Regions from separate parts of the Danio rerio genome. Here region 1 is linked to region 2. Evidence: chromatin contacts called from public HiCAR-type data. All regions are on one chromosome and are shown on one strand. Each heading gives the region's core, a stretch centred on a gene start, on an enhancer-like site or on the middle of the called end of the contact. The rest is flanking DNA. Distances are from core to core; before and after follow the strand shown. Region 1 holds the start of slc36a1 (solute carrier family 36 member 1). Region 2 has its middle 13 kb from the start of slc25a48.

What was found. HiCAR-type assays count read pairs that join an accessible place to other places.
Region 1: a HiCAR-type map of caudal fin shows a contact between it and region 2, with 10 times the contacts expected there. The contact joins the promoter of slc36a1 here to the enhancer-like site in region 2. A contact is called at or near these places in 6 of 18 Hi-C or Micro-C datasets (caudal fin, embryo, fibroblasts and 1 more) and 2 of 4 datasets of contacts at active chromatin or transcription factors (caudal fin and embryo).

What each region holds. Positions count from the first base shown.
Region 1 is chr14:30,258,996-30,263,121 of GRCz12tu, forward strand. slc36a1 (solute carrier family 36 member 1) reads left to right here and starts at 2,389. Exons shown (of 13, transcript XM_073921867.1): 1 at 2,389-2,512. It overlaps atox1 (antioxidant 1 copper chaperone), which reads right to left and starts at 1,235. Exons shown (of 4, transcript NM_001256633.3): 1 at 1,139-1,235; 2 at 893-965; 3 at 548-696. The coding sequence starts at 1,144. The coding sequence ends at 572.
Region 2 is chr14:29,883,512-29,887,983 of GRCz12tu, forward strand. No RefSeq gene overlaps it. Among named protein-coding and RNA genes, the nearest start is that of slc25a48, 13 kb to the left of the region's middle. Within about 2 kb of position 2,315, at least 3 of the 62 cell types and tissues checked have an H3K27ac peak or open chromatin away from gene starts, as enhancers often do.

The sequences.
Region 1 (4,126 bases), core at 1,139-3,638, 380 kb after region 2:
CTCGTTATCAAAATACTCTTTATTTGTTGTTTCTATAAAATGTTGTAAACAAACAGCATCAGCTTATATGTGACTTTAAGCTCATGAATTTTTAAATATCTTCTTTTGTGTTCAATAGAAAAAAGAAACCCAAACAGATTTAAAACATGCAAATAAAAGGTGATTGATTTTAGTTTTTGTTTTGGGATGAACTATCCCTTTTAGTTTTTTCCTTCTCTGTATATGCTTTTTACTGTCAAAGTGCTTGTGGTTGTTGAATATTCCAATAAAGCTTAACAAAAAAAGCCATATTGTGAGGGCTGAAGAGAAGTAAAAATTAGCAAATTTGTACTTATGTATTTTTTGTGACCTATCACTTTAACAGGTGGATGGAAACTGATAATGCAAGCTTTATGTTACAATAAAAACAAACTTTGGACTGTCAAGTAAATCCTGTCTGATCACAAGACCAAGAAACTTGTACTATATAATAGTTCAGTTAATGTGTTATAATGATTTTTAACTTCTGTGAGTGCAATTGACTGAAGTATTTGAATTGAGTTCTCACCTTATTGTTTTAATATAAACCTTTTCATTTTGTACCAATGTAGGTAACAGTTTTTCCAGTCTTTTTTAGTGTTTCCAGAAGGACATCAGTGTTTTTGTCTGACTCAATGAAGACCTTCTTGTTGGGAAGATCGATATCAAACTTGACATCTGTTGAGAAATACAAATGAACTATGAACTCTGTCCCACCATGACAAAGCACTTTTTAACACAAAAAGCAAAGAAAGCAGCAACATCTGATGCATTTAATAACACAATTCACAAACATCTCATTTAAATGGTTCCAGTACACAATTCAACGATATTACGATTAGAATATTTCAAATGTAAAAAACCTAAACCTTACCCAGTTTATTAAGTACTCGAGTGACTGCACCAGAGCATCCTTCACATGTCATGTCAACAAAAAACTCGTGAGTCTGTGAAGAAAGAAAACATCTTTGATTCAATAAGAGACACTCATCAAAACGTTAGCAACTAAGCTAAGTCTGGAAGTTATCTTGAGTAAAAACGAACTTAGGATGTTCTGAAACCCTAAGCAAAAGTAAACGGATTATTGTTAATTAAATGTTATATTAAAGGGGGTAATTACCGTCATGATCGATCAGACTGTTGCTGCAAACTCAAGTCTACAGACTCGATTTTGCTGGCACTGTTGCTGGACGGTCAGGTGACGCACTGTTTCCTTTAGGGCTCATCAATAAACTATCAGTTTCTGACAAAGCGTTCATTCGCACCACAAAAAACACGTGGCATTATTAAACTAAATTGATTATATGTTTGTTGTTTGTTTGTTACTGCTCATTTAAATTAATGTTAATGCTGTCATCTGAACCTTGGTGCTCTACACAAAAGTGGAGCGAAACTGGATGAAAGATGGGTCCCAATCTGTTTCAGACTCTGGTGCAGTTTAAATGTAATGTAAATGCAACATGAACAAATAAGGACATCTAAAGCTAATAACAGGACCCACATGACCAAAACCAAACATATTTCTTGTCATACAGTCATGGAATTGCCATGTCGTAAATGTCTATTCCAGATGTCTTGGTATTGTTTTGACTCATTTACACATTTTATAAGCTCCTCACAAGTCCGATTTAAATACCATCCCCACATGAAAAAAATTGAACCATACTAAAATACTTGAAATAGTTTGTTATTGTAATAGTCCCTGGTAATACAACAAATAGTGTCAAAAACCCAATAGTGTACCAAGTTTCTACAACTAGAAAATATACTACTATACCAATTTACTGTTGAGTTTACTGCAGTATTTTGTTACACTTTATCAGTTTGCTAATACCGTAATAACAGTTAGCCTGTGCTCTGTAAATATAGTAAAAGACACTTTAATATAATATGGTTCAAATAGACTAGTGTTTACTACATAGTATTTTCCATATACATCTACAGATACAACGATATATTCAGCAGCACACAACATTTTGTTGGATATCGCATCAGAAGTGATATCAAACGTTTTAAACGTAAAACACATTTTTTAGATGATCCCTTGTTTTTGTTGCTCTCTAAATAAAATTAAGCAAAATTAAATAATTAAATTAAATACGTTCAAATTAAATTAAGTTGAGAACTGTAATAATAAAAAGTTTGTTAATTTCCTTCATTAAATTTGTTCATTAAAAAGTACTAAAGCATACAGCTTCCGTCATACTCTGTACGTCATTTTGATTTTGCAAAAGCTGCAATGTTTTAAAAGTGTATCGTTAACTTTTTGATTTTTAAAACAGAAACACGGAAACGTAATCCGTGAGAGACCGCGTTGAAGTGAAATCAGCTGACATGTGTCATGTGACAGCAGAGCGAGGACGCAGAATCAGAACAACAGAGTCGTTCAGCGTGTCGGATCATCTTGTCTCTTTTCTGTCATAGCATGTCCGGGTTAAAATATGGACTTTATTAGGTTTATATAGTTGGTTAATATCATTCAGCGGTGCTTGCGGTAAGTCTGATTCTGTCATTTCATGTACAATATGATACGTGCTAATGCTGAGCTACATCTTGTAGAAAGCCTGCTGAGCCTTCGAGGGTTGTGACATCACTGACATCATGCTGATATTGAACTTATTACCGGTTATTTATGAAAAGCATTTATTACCACAGATTATTGAATTGATCCAGACGAGGTCTTAAATAAAAAACAACAACAACTCAATACTGGATAGCTTTTGTAGTATGAAACAAATGTGACTACATTGTTAACAATATGTGTAAATTAAGCAGTTTTTAACTGTAATATGAACTGCATTTTACTGCAGGGCAGTTATGCAGTATGTTAATGTATTTTAAAGTTTGTGAAAATTGCTGTACATTTTAAAGTAAAGAAATAGACATAATTCTGTATACATGTACAGCAAGATAATGGTGCCATACATGTAAATACAGTATTTTTGCTGTAATTTATTTTCAGTAAATTACTGATGAACTGCTATTAATAAGTTACTGTAGATTTTGCTGACATTACTTACAGGTAACATTTTAATATTAGGTTTTCTTTTGTTAACATTAGTTAGTATGCGCTGATGGTTTGAGTATTACCACAACATTTCTTAATTTTAGAGCCTAGCCCATACCTAGGGCCAGACAGAATCTGCGACCATTTTTAGCTATTTCTGCAGAGAATTTTGTAAAAAAAATCTGCGAATTTATGCAGATTTTTTATTTTGGAAGTTTCATAATTAAAAATTTAACCTATGATTTAAAACATATTAGCTTTTTAAACTTTTTATTTAATGTTTACAGTGCAAATCTAATTAGATCTACTTATTTGGTAAACAAAGCAAGTCTCTTATATAATATGTCTACTAAAACACAGAATTTATTACTTTACAAACTGTATTGTAAATAAATCATATGAAGATTTTCATATTAGGCAAAAATATTACTAAAATTAATTACAAAACTGGATAAATATAAATTTACACACATTTACACAAGTAAATAAATAGACTCAATAATGGGCCAAAAAATCAAATTTTAAATTGTCCCAGTACTTGCAAAAATTTTGCAAATATGTGGATGACAGAAGATATCTTAAACTGTTTAAATATTTACAGCTAAGAAATTGTGGACATTACAGAAGCATTAAATTAGATTTGTTTAGGTTTGTATTCCTTTTGGATCATCCTGTACACTCAAGCTTGTTTATTTATTTATTTATGATGAAGGAAAGCAAAATAATTGTAATTAAAGGCAAACATATAATATTAGTAATGTTTATTTACTGAATAATCCACTTTGTTTTGTGGAAGATGGGTTAAAATTTTAAAAAGTTATTCGTCTTCCTATTTTTTGCCATATAATTTGAAAACAAAAAGTTTAAAGAGATTTAACAAACAGTTCATTCAATAATATGAAAAAAATAAAAACAAGCAAACCAGTGTATTACTCTATAAATTAACTGTCGTGACATATATAATACTTTGATTTTCATTAAATGAGATCAGTGTTAATGTTAATTTTTCTTCCGAAATAGTTAGTACGTAAATTAGGAAAGGAAAAGCCCTCAAATTTGGCTGTTCTGACATGGAACGCTCCATCAGAAATCCTCAAACTG
Region 2 (4,472 bases), core at 1,065-3,564:
AGGGCATCCGCTGCGTAAAAACTTGCTGGATAAGTTGGTGGTTTATTCCGCTGTGGCGACCCCGGATTAATAAAGGGACTAAGCCGACAAGAAAATGGATGAATGAATATATATATAGGAAAAAAAAAATTATGTGATCATTACATTTGGTCACAGGTTTACTTTTATAAACAAAATAATTTCTTATGGCTAGGCCCACATGGAATCTGTACATGATTAATAAAAATGATTAATAAACCCCTTAATTAATAAAGGGCCTAAGGCAAAAAGAAAATGAATGAATGAATGAATGAATGAATGAATGAATGAATGAATATTTCTGATAAATATGAAAATGTTCATGTAATTTATTTACAATACAGTTTGTAAATTAGTATTTTCTGTCTTTTTAGTAGATCTAATATATGAGAGAGCTTTGTTTACCAAATGTGTTTTTGCATTGTAAACATTAAATAAAATATAAAAAGGTATTATTTTTATTACATACATTATGTTTTTAGGTATGTTACTCCCAAAATCATTCAGCATAAATCTGCAGATTTTCTACAAAATTCTTAGCAGAAATAGCAATAAATGTCCAGCAGATTCTGTCTGGCCCTACTTATGGCCCCAAAATCACTAAATCCATCCTTTACAATAGGCCTGTTGCAAAATAAATTGAATGTTTCCTGCTTGAATATATATTTAAAATATTATTTGTTTCTTTAACATCAACACAGAATTTTTAAAAATAATATTCTATTCGTGTCAGTGTCACATGTCCCTTCACATTAAATGTAATATATATATATATATATATATATATATATATATATATATATATATATATATATATATATATATATATATAATTCAAATTATTCTCAACATTGAAAAGACTTGTGTTGTTAAATACTTTTGTTGAAGTGTGACTTTTCATAATCAGAGATAAAAAGATTATTTAAAATACTAATTATTTTGTAACCATGGAATAGTCTTTACTGGAATTTTTGATCAGTTAAATGTAATTAAGGCTACATTTGCTGAAGCTACATTCAATTAATTGAAAAAAACAGATTAATGATAAAAAATAAATAAATAAACAAGATTGAGAAGCAATATAAACCAGTTATTATAATGGTAAACAATCATTCACTTTAACAGTTAAAATCAAAACAACTGTATCAGGCGTGCAATGACAATGTGTGTTTAGATCATTATAGTTTGAATAGATTTTGCTTTCATTAGTTATAAGCAATAAACATTTACCCTCGCTCTTCGACGTGATTTGCAATGCAGGATTTGCAATCCATCTACTCTAATTAAACAAATGTCCACTGTATTGGCTAGGGAACATAAAGCTCATTTGCATTCATAGAGACTCCTAGCGAAGGGCAATGTAAAACGGCACATAATGTACACGAAAATGCACAACTAGTTCGTGACATGCTGGGACAGTAGTAGTACCTAAATATTAAACCAATGCATAATTCATAAATCCACAGCTCAACTCTGAGAAACACGATTGCGTGCAGCAGCAAAACAAGATCGACCTCTCTGGCAAATTTAGAGACCATGGAAGGACACAACAAAAACAACAACAACAAAAAACCTTGATGGGAAAGGTTAGCGCTGTCCTTGAGTCACATGAGCATACTGTGTGAATCACGTAAGGGTGGATGAAGCAGTCAAAGTTCCACAAGAACAAATTTCTTATGTAAAAGCATGACTGCACTTTACCCTACAGCAGCAGATTAAAGGAGAAGCAACTTAATGTGGAGTGACAGTCCTAACGGAACTGGCTGAGAGTGTCCCGGCCACAGATTTACAGGGATTTCTGCAAGATCTACAGCGACACCCAAGGAGGAGCTCAACTCTGCCATGGTTAAAGAAAATGAATGGTTTTCGTGAATATTTGGAGAGCTTTAGAGGCGAGCGCGTGAATTGAGCCATCTTACTTTTCCTGTCTTATCATCTGCCGCGTGCAAAGTTTCTTGACATCTAGTGTTGACGGCGCACACTGGAGACCTGCCTTCCTTTAGTCCTGGCTTTTCCTTCCACCACCAACAACAACAACAAGATACTCCTTAAGGGGGTGTTGTTGTACTGGCTGTCTCTCCATGTGTATGACCCCTGTATAAACAATGAAATCCTTACCGGCAAAGAAGGAGGCACTATTGGAGGAATGGCTTTCCGGATCAGTGGACATTAAGCATGTTATTTACATACAAAGTGTTACGTGATCAAATATGAGGCGACAGGGGTCCGGCATGGGAGGGCTGGATGTATATAGTCAGAAGCTGGCAGGCTGTTGTGCTTAGTCATCTCTGGATTTTCCTCCATGTGCTGCCAGGCCTGAACGCTGCTCAGTCTAGACACTAGAGCTACCATTGGTCATGTGCAGCTGGGAGCTGTCAAGCTTTTCAATCATTTTAATATGTCCACAGGGTACTGCAGTCCCAGATCTCATCTAATAATCCATACTAGCCGTGAAGATTAAAAAAAAGAGAAAGAAAAAAGATCTTGGCTCTATTTGTCTACTGTATCAAGAACATAAAAGGAAGATTTTAGGAATTTACATTGGTAAAAATCTGTTCTAACCATAATAGAAGGTTGTTATGTAACCTCTGTGTCAGCTGATGACTAAATGTTTAAGACCGTGAATGTGAGAATTCTTGATTTGTTGCGACAACAACTGACTGGCTAATTAATTTAGTAATTGTGACATTGTGGCAACATCAGTGGTTGTGTGCTGGTTGGTCTTTTTTCTTCTTTAATGGCAGACATTAACTAGTTTATAGTCCATGTCAAAACTCCCACAAATAAAGATACAAAATCTTTCACTGGGGCTACACCTTTTCAAAAAGTACTTTTTTGGTTCCTGGCAGGTCCTTAAATGTACATATTAATACCTAAAAACAAAAAAAAAAAAATGTACCTCATAGTATCTTGCAAGGGTACAAATGTAAAATACAGTAAGGTATAAAAGTAATCCTTAAAGGTACAAAAGTGTACCCTAAAGGTACAAATGTGTAGCTGTAAAGTACAAATATGTGCACTGTAAAATAATATATTATTTTAAATATCAGCTGTTAAATTACACCCAGTGAGAGGTTTTGTACAAACAAATTGTTCAGCAATCGTTCAAATGGATGATTGACTACAAATATGGTTATTGCTTTCACAAATAAAATCCCATGTTCAAGCAGGGTAACAAGACATTAGATTCATAAATATGCACAGCCATCTTTCTTCATACAAAGTGAAACATTATTGACATGTCTAGCAGAAACTAACACCTAACACAAACACACATTCATACAGTTGTATAGAGGAGTAAAGGAAGAAAAATAAGAGTTTGAGAGAGTGTAATGATGGAAAAACCTCAGATTTTGTAAGACCAATCCAAGCAAACCATTCACTCATTCATTTTATTTTTGTCATAGTCCCTTTATTAATTAGATTTCGCCACAGCGGAATGATCTGGCAACTTATCCAACATATTTTTTACGCAGCGAATGCCCTTCCAACCACAAGCCAACACTGGGAAACACCCATACACTCTTGCATTCACACACATAATGGCCAATTTAGCTTATTCAATTCAATTAGACCACATGTTGTTGGACTTGGGGGAAACCAGTGCACCCGCAGGAAACCCATGCGAACACAAGGAGAACATGCAAACTCCATACAAAAATGCCAACTGACTTATCCAGGGCTTGAACCAGTGACCATTTTGCTGTGAGGTGATTGTGCTACCCATTGCACCACCGTGATGCCTCCAAGCAAACCAAAAATTATTTATTTTACCCTGGTTTCTTCAGGGTTACGTTTAATTTACACTATTTCAGTGGTAATCTGGATGTGTTACTTGCGTTCTTTTTGTGATGTAAAGAACTGTTGAGCTAATGTTCCCACGTGGTTAGCTGGTGGTCGGTTCTTTGTCCTGTGAAGCTGTGTGGTGGAGTCTATCGTTTCAAGTTTAGAAGCGACTAATCGTCTTGACTTCTGGTTTTGCGACATAACAACTGAACTACTCTCGACTGAAAAGAAAGAAGCAAGGGTATTGAAGATGGAAATGTCTGAGCTGATGTGCGGTTAACCCATTTTGTCATGGTCCACACCTGCTCCCTGGAGTTCTCTGAGTGTTCTCTTGGGTTCTTCTGGGGTGCGGCCTTAGTCACCAGCTTTTATAAGGGTGGTTTTTGTGCCACCCCCCGGAGCTGAGTTGACCAATGAGAAGTTAACTCCCTGAGGCACGTTTTATAGTCCTTTGTTCCAAAGCTTAGAGACTTGCATATGCATTCTGGGCATAAGCTGATGCAGAAATGTAAATGAAATGTAAACAATCATTCAGTAAACCAAATTAGCTTTGCAGGGACATCAAACATGAACCATCTATGATCTTGTTTAACTGTGGTAGAGTTAAACACTGATTGCAGACATATTAAAACCATAATATTAATACATGAGTAAGAGACTTGTTGCAA